3 separate regions of the Sus scrofa genome follow, and regions 1 and 2 are each linked to region 3. Evidence: chromatin contacts called from public HiChIP or PLAC-seq data. All regions are on one chromosome and are shown on one strand. The core of a region is the stretch at or near the end of the contact, and the rest is flanking DNA. Distances in the headings are between cores, read along the strand shown.

Region 1 (3,296 bases), core at 125-2,624, 590 kb after region 3:
CCTCCCAGGCCCTGGTCCCGTCTGGTCTACCTTCCTCTCTAGTGGACACTTACATGTAAGATGCCTACCGGACATTCCCCTGAAGATATTGGCAGGTCAGACTCGCTGATTCTGGGGTGAAAGGGAGAAATGAGAGGTAGCGACATTAACAGGGGAGTCCTCAGTATATGGTACAGCCAGCACACAACTCCCATTTTTTGAACTGAATGTTTCACTTTATTTCTCTCACACTTGTGCAGCCTGGAACATGACTATGGTGTCAGAATTAGTGACATCAAGTAATCATTGTTTACTTGAATAACTGAACTCATTGCCCTCCAGGTTGGGGGCACTGTGTTTCTTTGACTAAGACATTTCAAAAGGATAATAAGCCTTTAATATCAACACCTCTATTTCTTGGGGGAAAATAGCGATGGAACAAATTTCAAAATACACTGGCATCACACCTGCAGTTTTCAGAACCAGTGTTTGATTTGTGATCTCTTTGGCTGATGATGGTGCCAGAATCCGGTACCACTTGACACCATGCTATGTTGCATAAACAGAACGGCAGTGACATGATCAGATGTGGTGTGGCAGAGCAAGGATCAATGAGCTTGAAAAGCCAAAGAGGTTCTGTCTAAAACCAGGCACTTGAAGTATTTTGAAATTGCCAACTTCCACTTACATTACCCTGGTTCTGTTTGAAGAAAAATGTGGTTGTGTGTGTAGCGCTGAGAACTATGTCTAGATACTTACTTCGCAGCACCACAATGGGAGAAAAAATTATGTATACATGTATGTGTAGCTGGGTCTCTATGATTTACAGGGGAAAAAAAAACAATAAAAAAAAGAAAAGAAAAATGTGGTTGTGCAAAGAGGTAAAATGACGGCTAACAAGATGGGATGCAGACAGTGATTTATCTTCAGCTGACAAATGTTTTCTACATAGAATCATCTTCAAGTGCCAGATCTTGATCTCTCAGTTATATGCTTCGGATCCTAAGTGTGCAGCAACCTTTGGACATGGCAATGTGGTGTGCAATTCATAACTGGGGTGTGGGTGATACTGGAATTTGTCCTTGTGTGGTAACATTGGAATCATCTTTGCCGGTTTTGTAGCCCTAAGTGTAGAAATGTGGGGGTATAAACTTGGTGTGGGAAGATTTTAAAAGCCTCATTTGTTTATTTCATTCTCTAGACACTTATTTCATCATCTGTATGATTAACTATAGGTTAGCCATCCACGAGTGCCATGGCTACAGCCCTCCATTTGAACTGCAATGGCGTCTTTAGCCTAAACTCAAACTCAAAATAGAGCAGTGGAAGACGGGCAAGAGTTCACTCACACATACACCCTGGTGTCAGTGTTTCATTGGGAAGTGAAAACGCATGGTGTTTTTGCTCAGTCATCGTGCCTTCTCAATGCACAGTGGTGGTGATGGCGGTTACGAAATTATCTGAACATGCCATTAGTCATATTTCAAGAAACCAAACCGTTTCTGGAGGACACGTGAGGATTTCTAGTCACTTGAGTTGGAATCTGAACTTTGAAAACTAGGATACATTTGCCCACTTTGAAAAGAGAGAACCTATTCCATTTAAAAGCCTGGTTATACAACTCTCATTGTACAGGGAACGACAAATTCACTTCCTCCCCCAAATTTCATCATTGGGTTTGGACCTTCCTCATGAATTCAGAGGAGACAGGAAGCAGTATTTCTCCACATTTCATCTTGAGAGTGGAACAATATACTCAGGATGGAGTCCACAAAACACTTCTTAACCTGGTACTATGTTGTATCACTACCCTCCACCAGATATCAACTTCCTTGGGGTACCTGAGTCTTCATCTGTCCTCAGGGATGATAGGAAAAAAAAAAAAAAAAAAAGCATTTTCATTGCTATTGTATCATGAAGAGACTTAAGGAACAAAATTAATGCTTTAATTTCTGTGTCGGAGGGTTCACAAGATAAAAGGAACTTGCATGTTTAGTGAAGGCCAATGAAAAACCTAGCACATCTCTGATAATGTACCAACAGCATTTTCTAATGAATTCCATCACAAAACTGAGAGCTTGAAATCTTTTCCAATAGACAGAACAAGTTCACTTGCCTTGGGGTTTTTGACTGAACCGTATCTATCATGTAAAACCCTATTTCAGTAATGTGTCCCATTTTAAACTATTTTTAAGTTACCATGGCCCTATTAGGTGCTGCTGATGACCACTATTAGCAGAAAATTTAACCTTGACTTTTCCTGCTATCATGGCTTGGTGTACAACATAATCTTTTACTAATTTGTTGACTCTCGGCCGTATGGGTTATTTTTATTTGGCCAAGTTTCACAGCTATTTAGCACTTGCTCAGGAAATAATTAGTGCAATAAAAAGGGCTTTAAATATATTCAGAGGCCATGAACTCGTCTTCTTCCATTTTATCATTGGGAGTATATATAAGACATAACATGCTGAAGGAAGGTCAAATGGAGATGGTAAAAAACTCACATTGTGTGGCACTATTCATGAATTGGTCAAACTATAGTGAGTGCACCTTAACCTCTGGGCAGCCAAACGAGTCTTCAATTTAGATAAGGGAGAGCATATTTCCTTCCAGAGGAGGAAGATCATTTCCAAAAGCAGTCCAGTTTATCAAATTTATATTGTGTACAAATGGGACTCATGGTCAAGACTGAAAATTAGGTAGGTGAGGCTTAATGATAGTCTCAACAGCTTGGTAATGACAAGCCACTTTATTTGGAGGAGCCATCAGACAATCAGGTGAATGACCTGGTGGTTGTTAGGTTTTAGGAACTATGATCTTCAATTTCACAGGATAGGCTGGAAGGGTAAGAACCTGACAATGGGGACAGTAGTAACAAGAGTAAGGAAGGCACTGACAGAGGGGTGAAAAAAGGGCCTCGAGAACGATGGATGCTACTGGCCGCAGGACTATAGGGATGGGAATTTGTTGGGTCACAGATAGCTGGTTTTAATTCACTATCAGGAAAATGGAGATGAGGAAGAGGATCTGGGGTCATTAGGGAGGATGTGTGAGGTTTTATTTTGAAGAGGCTGTGTTTAAGTAGCACTGAAAATCCAACTGGAAGCTGAGGTCTTGTCTCTGAAGAAAGAAGCTACACCTAAAAATCCAGACTGTGGAATGGCTAGGATGGAGGTAAATGTGCAGGTTCTGGGAGAGAACAAAGTGGCTGGAGTTGAGGGAGGAAGAGAGCTGAAGCCAGAACCTGGAAGGAGAAAATTGGAGTGTGGTGAGTGAAAAGATGGAGAAAAAAGGAAGAAAACCCCAGGCACATA
Region 2 (3,151 bases), core at 104-2,603, 520 kb after region 3:
GCCTCCAGGACAGGGCCGAAGGGACACAGCGACTCGCGCGCGTCTCAGGATAAATTGAGGCTTGAGAAATCCCCCCGTTCCCCAGGCTTGAGAGGGGAGTAGACCCAGAAAGTGCGTGCGGCGGAGTGCATCCAGGCTCGGCGACTCCCCTCAGCGCACCCTACTCCCAGCTCCCACCCGCGAAGTTGGCCACCGTGGTCTCCGACCCCTCGCGGGGAGGCTGGGTTGGCCCGGCCAAGCGCGCGTGGGGGTACGTGTCTAACTGGGGGTGCGCGGGTTTGTGTCTGAGTTTTCCCAGCTCCCAGCGGGCGTCGGAGGAGTGCCCCCGCCGCCAAGTTCGGGGCACCGCGTGCGTGGTACCACGGATGTCCCCAGCCGCGGGGCCTAGGGCGCAGATGTCCCTAGTCATTCTGCGGCGAAGCCCCGGGGGCACCAAGGGGGGCAAACACTAGCGAAGAGCGAAGGGAAAAAGTTTGCTCCAAGTCCAAACTTTGGGCTCCAAAGGCGCTCGGCGCGCCTCCCCTCCCGCAACTGACCCGACCCCGGGCCCAGCGCTCGCCATGCTCCTCGGAAGGCACCCCGACGCTAGACACCGAAAGTTGCGCCGGGCGGCCTGGGCTTATCGATTTCTCTCCCCGCGGCGACTGTGGAAAGCGCAGAACGAGGCGTGAAGGGGCCGAAGGGAAAGCGAGATCGCCTCCTCCCTGCCGCTGCCGCCGCCACCGTCCCCCCTCCCCCGCAACCCCTTTTGACTTATGGAAATGCACCCAAGAGTACGGGCGCCACCGGAGTCCTCTCCACGCCCGCGCCGGCGCGCAGCCCCCACCCACCCCTGAGCTCCGGCCCAACGCGGGGGAGAGAGAGGCTGCCTCTGGGGAGGGCTAGGGGAGATGCACGTGGAGCCTGGAGATGAAAAGTATTTTTTTCCTTTTTTCTTTTTCTTTTTTTTTCTTTTCTTTTTTCTTTTTCTTTCTTTTTTTCTTTTTTTTTTTTTTTTGTGCTGGTTTTTGTTGTTGTTTAAAGTAGTCGGAAACAAGGCGGGAGGCGGCTTGGGAAAAAGTGGAGCAGAAATGGAAAAATACAAACTCACCCGCTGCAAATGGTCTCTCGGTGCAAACTAAGGTGTTTTCGGGCCTTTCCCCGCGCGCGCCCACTCCCGCCCGCGCGCGCACCCCGCACACACACTCGCGCACACGCACACACACACACATACACACGCGCGCACACACGCACTCCCGGGCGAGGGCCGGGCCGCCGCGAGTACAGCATTCAGCCGCCACACAATAAATAACAATAGATTCCTCCGCTCCGGACTAGCTTCCCGGAGCCCAGCCAGCGGCGGCGGCGGCGGCAGAGGCGCGGGCAGCGTCGGGCCGGGGGCGCTCCCTAACCCACCCCGGGCCTCCGGCCCAGGCCCCCTCTCCGTCTCAGGCACCCCCAAACCGCCCCAGGGCGCTGCCTAACATTCCCCACTTCTCGGATCCACTGGGGCGCTAGCCCCCACCCACCTCCCCTGGCCTCCCGGAACAAATAAATAAATAAGGCGCGCGAGAGGCCAACACGTCGCGGAGGGAGATGTTGTTATTTTTTGCTGTTGTGCGTCCCTGACGTCACATCCACCTGCTGGGTAAACAACAAGGCTAGCAAAAAAAAAAAAAAAAAAAATCGCAGTTGCCAAAGCAAGGGGGGAGGGTGTGCGGGGGCTGGGGGCTAGGTGCAGGGGAGCCGGGAGGTGGGAGTGCGGGGTGTCCAGACTGGATGGGGAAAAGAAGGAGGCAGAGCCCCGCAGACCAGAGAGGGGAAGGCCACGCCAGAGCAGTCCTTGGCAAAAGAGGGATCTGGCAAGACAGACCTGGAAAATAAGGGGCATGGGGGAGGGGGGATTCCTCAGAAGATGGGGAAAGGGGGGCCCATTCAGGCATGAGAAAAAGCCGAGAGAGAGAGTGTTAACAACTAGGGCCGAAGATGGGAATGCTAAGGCTATTTGCTTGGTTTCTGAGCTAAAAATACAGAAGGAAGAAGAGAGGATAGGCAGGGATAAGAGGTTCCTCCAGTTAAAAGTGAAAGTGTTTTGCCATCAGTGACAGTTGAAGGAGGGGGAGGCGGAGTGGTGTTTCAACCCCCTTTCTCCTTCTCTCCCGTCCTCCCTCGGTCTCTCCTCTTTCTTTCTGCACTTTGTCCAATGAAAGAAGGCGAGTTCGGGAGGTGAAAGTTCAACAGAAGGACAAACCCCTGTTTGCAAGGAAACAGAAACCCGCCAGCGAGGGTCCACCTCCCCCCCACCACCAGGAGAGTGTAACGCGGGACGTTTTTCCCCCCTTCCTTGTCAGAGTCACTGCCGGAATGTGTAGTTAGATCCACTTTAGGCGAAAGTGGCTGCGAAGGGAGCTGTGCTCTCGGCCAAGGTTTCTCTTAGGAAAACGCCCAGGGGGCTAGCAAGTCAATCAGTTGTTTAACACAAATTACCTGCTCTCCCAGAGATCACTCAAATGGAAAAAGCTTTGTCCAATTTGAAAAAGCGAGATTTTTTTTTTCTTTTTGCCGCTTTAAAGTTTGGTGAAATTTAGAAATTTGAAGGAGTAAATGAGGAGCCTGAATGAAATGTTGTGAAATATGCATAAACATGTATAAAACAAAAGACGCAATTATTTTTTTCACTTTTATCAGCCCAGGGAAGACTTTTTGTTCCCCAAGTGTGACTTAAAAAAAAATATGGCTCTACGGCTTCTTTTTGCTGTTAACAAAAGTAATTTTTTTCAGACCCCCCCCACCCCCACCCCAGATGCCACCAGCCTTCAAAGGAGCATTTCTAGCTATTGGCAGGGCAACTCTTTTTGAGAATGTATATCCAAAGTCACTCCTGCATATTCCTACAAAGTACTTGGGGGGCACGGGGGACACAAGTACTGTCCCTTTGGTCTTGAGTCCAATACAGTTGTATATAATAAATATTCTGAAAAGGTTACTATAAATTCTTTTGGATATAATGTTACAAATATTTTTAAGCATTCATTTACAGAATACTAAATCTCAATTTCAATCAAATCATAAGACTACCACTTTAAAATGGTATCTGTCTTGTGAGTTTAAAAAAAAAAAAAAAAAAAGCCATCCACTGGTGATACAGAATAAAGCCAGAGATAGGGTGATT
Region 3 (3,009 bases), core at 183-2,682:
TTCTTAAAAAAAAAGAAAGGGACACTTGATTTAAAGTTAAAAAAAAATGGCTTCTTTAACACTGACTTCCTAATAAAATAAATGTAACTTATTTTTTTTTTCTTAAGCAGATTAGTCATTGATAGTATGATTCACATTTCCTGTTATCAGGCTTAATTTTTCCCCCAAATGTGTCACTTTCAAAATGTTGGAATCTATGGAAATTAGGTGATTTGCATTTTTAAATTGGCTTGATTAGAACATTTGGTCTGTGTGGACAAGAATATAAAATTATTAGATATTTCACTCCTAACCGGCAGGCCTTGAAGGAGTTAATCCCAAAGAGGAAGAGTCTATATGTACTTTGCTCTAAAACTTTACCACCCACTTCCTAAAGATCCCCTCCTTCCCATCACGACACTTGAGGGGGGTGGTGGGGGGAGAAAGTCTGTTTCCACGACCGACCCTCTTTCAGGCAGATCTGACAGTTGAGTTAGCTACATTCAGAGCCGGTTCGGATGGGAGTACCCCGTAGCAATTCCTCAGTCGGCTTCGCGTCCTACCCAAACCCCACTCACTACTTAATTAACCAGCAAAGTACTGCAACAGAGGCTAAGGCTCCTCAACCTGCCTAAGTGTCCTTCCGCCGGTCTGGCCGTCTTGGTACGGGGCTCTATTCGTCTCCCTCCACCCTTAACTGTGTATGAACTCCTTGAATTTGAACAGCTAAGCTGAAAATAGCCTAGACAGATATAGAAACAAACTATCAGAAGCAAAGAAACATCCACCCGGGTTACGCTGAGACGGAAGGCTCCTTGTATATTTCACACGCTCTGAAAAGTGACATAAATCACACCCCAGATACGTCCCCCGAATGGAGTGATGGCGAGGGCTTTACCAAAGTGGCTGCCTGAAGGCCAGACCGGCAGAAAAAGAATCGCGAACGAGAAAAAGAGAACGAGCGAGAGCGCGAGAGCAAAACACAAGCAGGACTTCCTCCAACTCTCAACTACACCCCACCCATGAACATTTAAAAAAAGGGAGAGCGAGAGAGAAAGGGGGGTAAAATCTCTCTCTTCCAGGACCCACAGGCCTGGAGCTGCTTCTTCCCACCCCTCCACCCCCTCCCCCGCCTCCACTTCCAGAGCACAACTCCCACCCAAGTTGGTAAACAGCGATTGTTATTATTATTTTTTCCGAAAGACTCAACTTAGAAACCCTCGGGCGCTCCTGCCTTCCCCAGCGAGGCCCCAGGAAGCTGGCACCGCGGAGCCCGGGGAAGGAGAGCAGAACGGCAAAGATCAATCATGGGGACCAACCTGACACTCTCCATGTAGCCGCCAGGCGCGGGGAGCCGGCTCGGGGCGCCCGCGCGGGCCGGGCGTGGGGTCCGGCGGCCTCGGCGTGCAGGCGGACTGCACGCGCGCAGGGGCGCTCCGGCTCGCGGGCTGACAAGACGCACCGCGCCGCGCCCACCCGCCCCGCCCTGCTCCACCAATCACAACCCGCCTCTAAACACCCCGCGCCGCGCCGCGCCGCGCCCCACACAATGGGCTCCGCGGCCCGCGCCCCGCGCCCGCGCCCCCGGCCCCCTCCGCGCGGCAGGTGAAATCGCGCTCGGCGGAGACCCTGCTTTTGTTTCGGGAGCAACTCTGCTTAATTGCTGTTAACCCTTTGACCCGCCTCTGGCTGACGTCTGGGAAGCCGGGCGCGGCGCGCATCTCTCCCTCCAGCCGGGGCTGCCGGGTCGGGGCTTTTTGGTGGGGTGGCGTGTTTGTTTCCTCTTGGAAACTGACAAAGAGTTGTCCCAGCCTTTCAGAACAACCCGAGCGGCAAAGCAGGGGAACCGGCGCGCCCGGCGCACGCCCTGACTGCTTGGAGCAACTGTTTAGAATCGGAAGGGGATGCGGGGCTCAAAGACAGCACAGGAGAACTTCCTCGAAAACGGCCTTTGCGGGAGAACTTTCGCTTCACGTCCCTGGTTTAACCAAGCCTCAGCCTCTTTGATTCCCCCCGCCCCCTTTCTTTCCAAGAGTCGGCTTCGCCAGAGTGTGCTTGTGCGCGCGGAGGGAAACTAACCCGACACAGGGGTTGAAATAAATAACCACCAACGTGCCTCGTCGCTGAACCAAGCTACTTCCCCTCTAGAACGACAGCTGCTGAAGAAAGCATCTGCCACTCGTTCGCTAAGAAATAATTCTCTAAATTCCTTTCTTATTTATACAACAACAGCAACAACACAGGCTACTCTCACTGAGCACTTTAAGATGACCTCTATCAGAAATAGTTACTGCTCTTTAATGCTATTTAAAACAGAGTACAGTGTGGAAAAAAAAAGTCACCAATATGCTAAACTTTGTTGGCTCAACTGGCATGATTTAAGTGCCAGGTTAATTTCATCATTTTCGGCAGTTCTAGAAATCACCTCTCTAATCTACCATCAATTTACAGAAAAACTTTTTTGGCCCATCCTTAAAAACAACAACAAAACTCTAACATTTTTACATTTTTCCTCAAAATATATGAGGAAAAGGAGTAGTGGTGACATCAGTGATTACCTAGTTTCCCTCAATTAAAAAAAAAAAAAAAAGCAACAGATTCTAACCCGGTCATTTCAGGAGTTTTACTGGAAAGTATTTTTCCATTTGAGCTGTTAATGCAGGTTACTACAAACCAGAAAGCATATTGATAATATTTCCAATCAAGCAAAGGCCTGAATTTCAATCAGGTCAGCAGCGGAACAGGCAATTTCCACCCCCCACCCCCCCCAGTAATCTGGCAGCAAAGGAGACAAAAGCGCCAGTTGACTGTCAACTTATGATCAGATGGTAAATGGGCACAGCACAGATCGCGCTCCACCCTAAAGTGTTTTTATGTCAGATAACAAATTTATTAATGGGATTTTTCAGGTCACAAAAATGTGACCCCACCCTCTCATGAATATTTAGTAGAGAACCACTGGGCGTTCTTTTTTGGGGGGAGGGAGAGGGGCCTTAAATCTGCCAGTGCACCATGAATCAGTAGAGTTCT

What was found. HiChIP or PLAC-seq counts read pairs in DNA pulled down with a chosen protein or histone mark.
Region 1: a contact with region 3 is called in an H3K27ac HiChIP or PLAC-seq map of alveolar macrophages. The contact joins two enhancer-like sites. A contact is called at or near these places in 1 of 47 Hi-C or Micro-C datasets (embryonic fibroblasts) and 1 of 2 datasets of contacts at active chromatin or transcription factors (alveolar macrophages).
Region 2: a contact with region 3 is called in an H3K27ac HiChIP or PLAC-seq map of alveolar macrophages. The contact joins the promoter of FOXP1 here to the enhancer-like site in region 3. A contact is called at or near these places in 3 of 5 promoter capture datasets (fetal liver, fetal skeletal muscle and liver), 12 of 47 Hi-C or Micro-C datasets (embryonic fibroblasts, fetal liver, fetal skeletal muscle and 7 more) and 2 of 2 datasets of contacts at active chromatin or transcription factors (alveolar macrophages and skeletal muscle).

Annotation. Positions count from the first base shown.
Region 1 is chr13:53,048,992-53,052,287 of Sscrofa11.1, forward strand. No RefSeq gene overlaps it. Among named protein-coding and RNA genes, the nearest start is that of FOXP1, 76 kb to the left of the region's middle. Within about 2 kb of position 1,375, at least 6 of the 83 cell types and tissues checked have an H3K27ac peak or open chromatin away from gene starts, as enhancers often do. A contact at or near this core is called in alveolar macrophages, where this site is marked.
Region 2 is chr13:52,973,004-52,976,154 of Sscrofa11.1, forward strand. FOXP1 (forkhead box protein P1) reads right to left here and starts at 1,354. Exons shown (of 21, transcript XM_021070841.1): 1 at 1,091-1,354.
Region 3 is chr13:52,455,764-52,458,772 of Sscrofa11.1, forward strand. The region is part of intron 7 of FOXP1 (forkhead box protein P1); the gene reads right to left. Among named protein-coding and RNA genes, the nearest start is that of FOXP1, 520 kb to the right of the region's middle. Within about 2 kb of position 1,433, at least 67 of the 83 cell types and tissues checked have an H3K27ac peak or open chromatin away from gene starts, as enhancers often do. A contact at or near this core is called in alveolar macrophages, fetal liver, fetal skeletal muscle and 5 more, where this site is marked.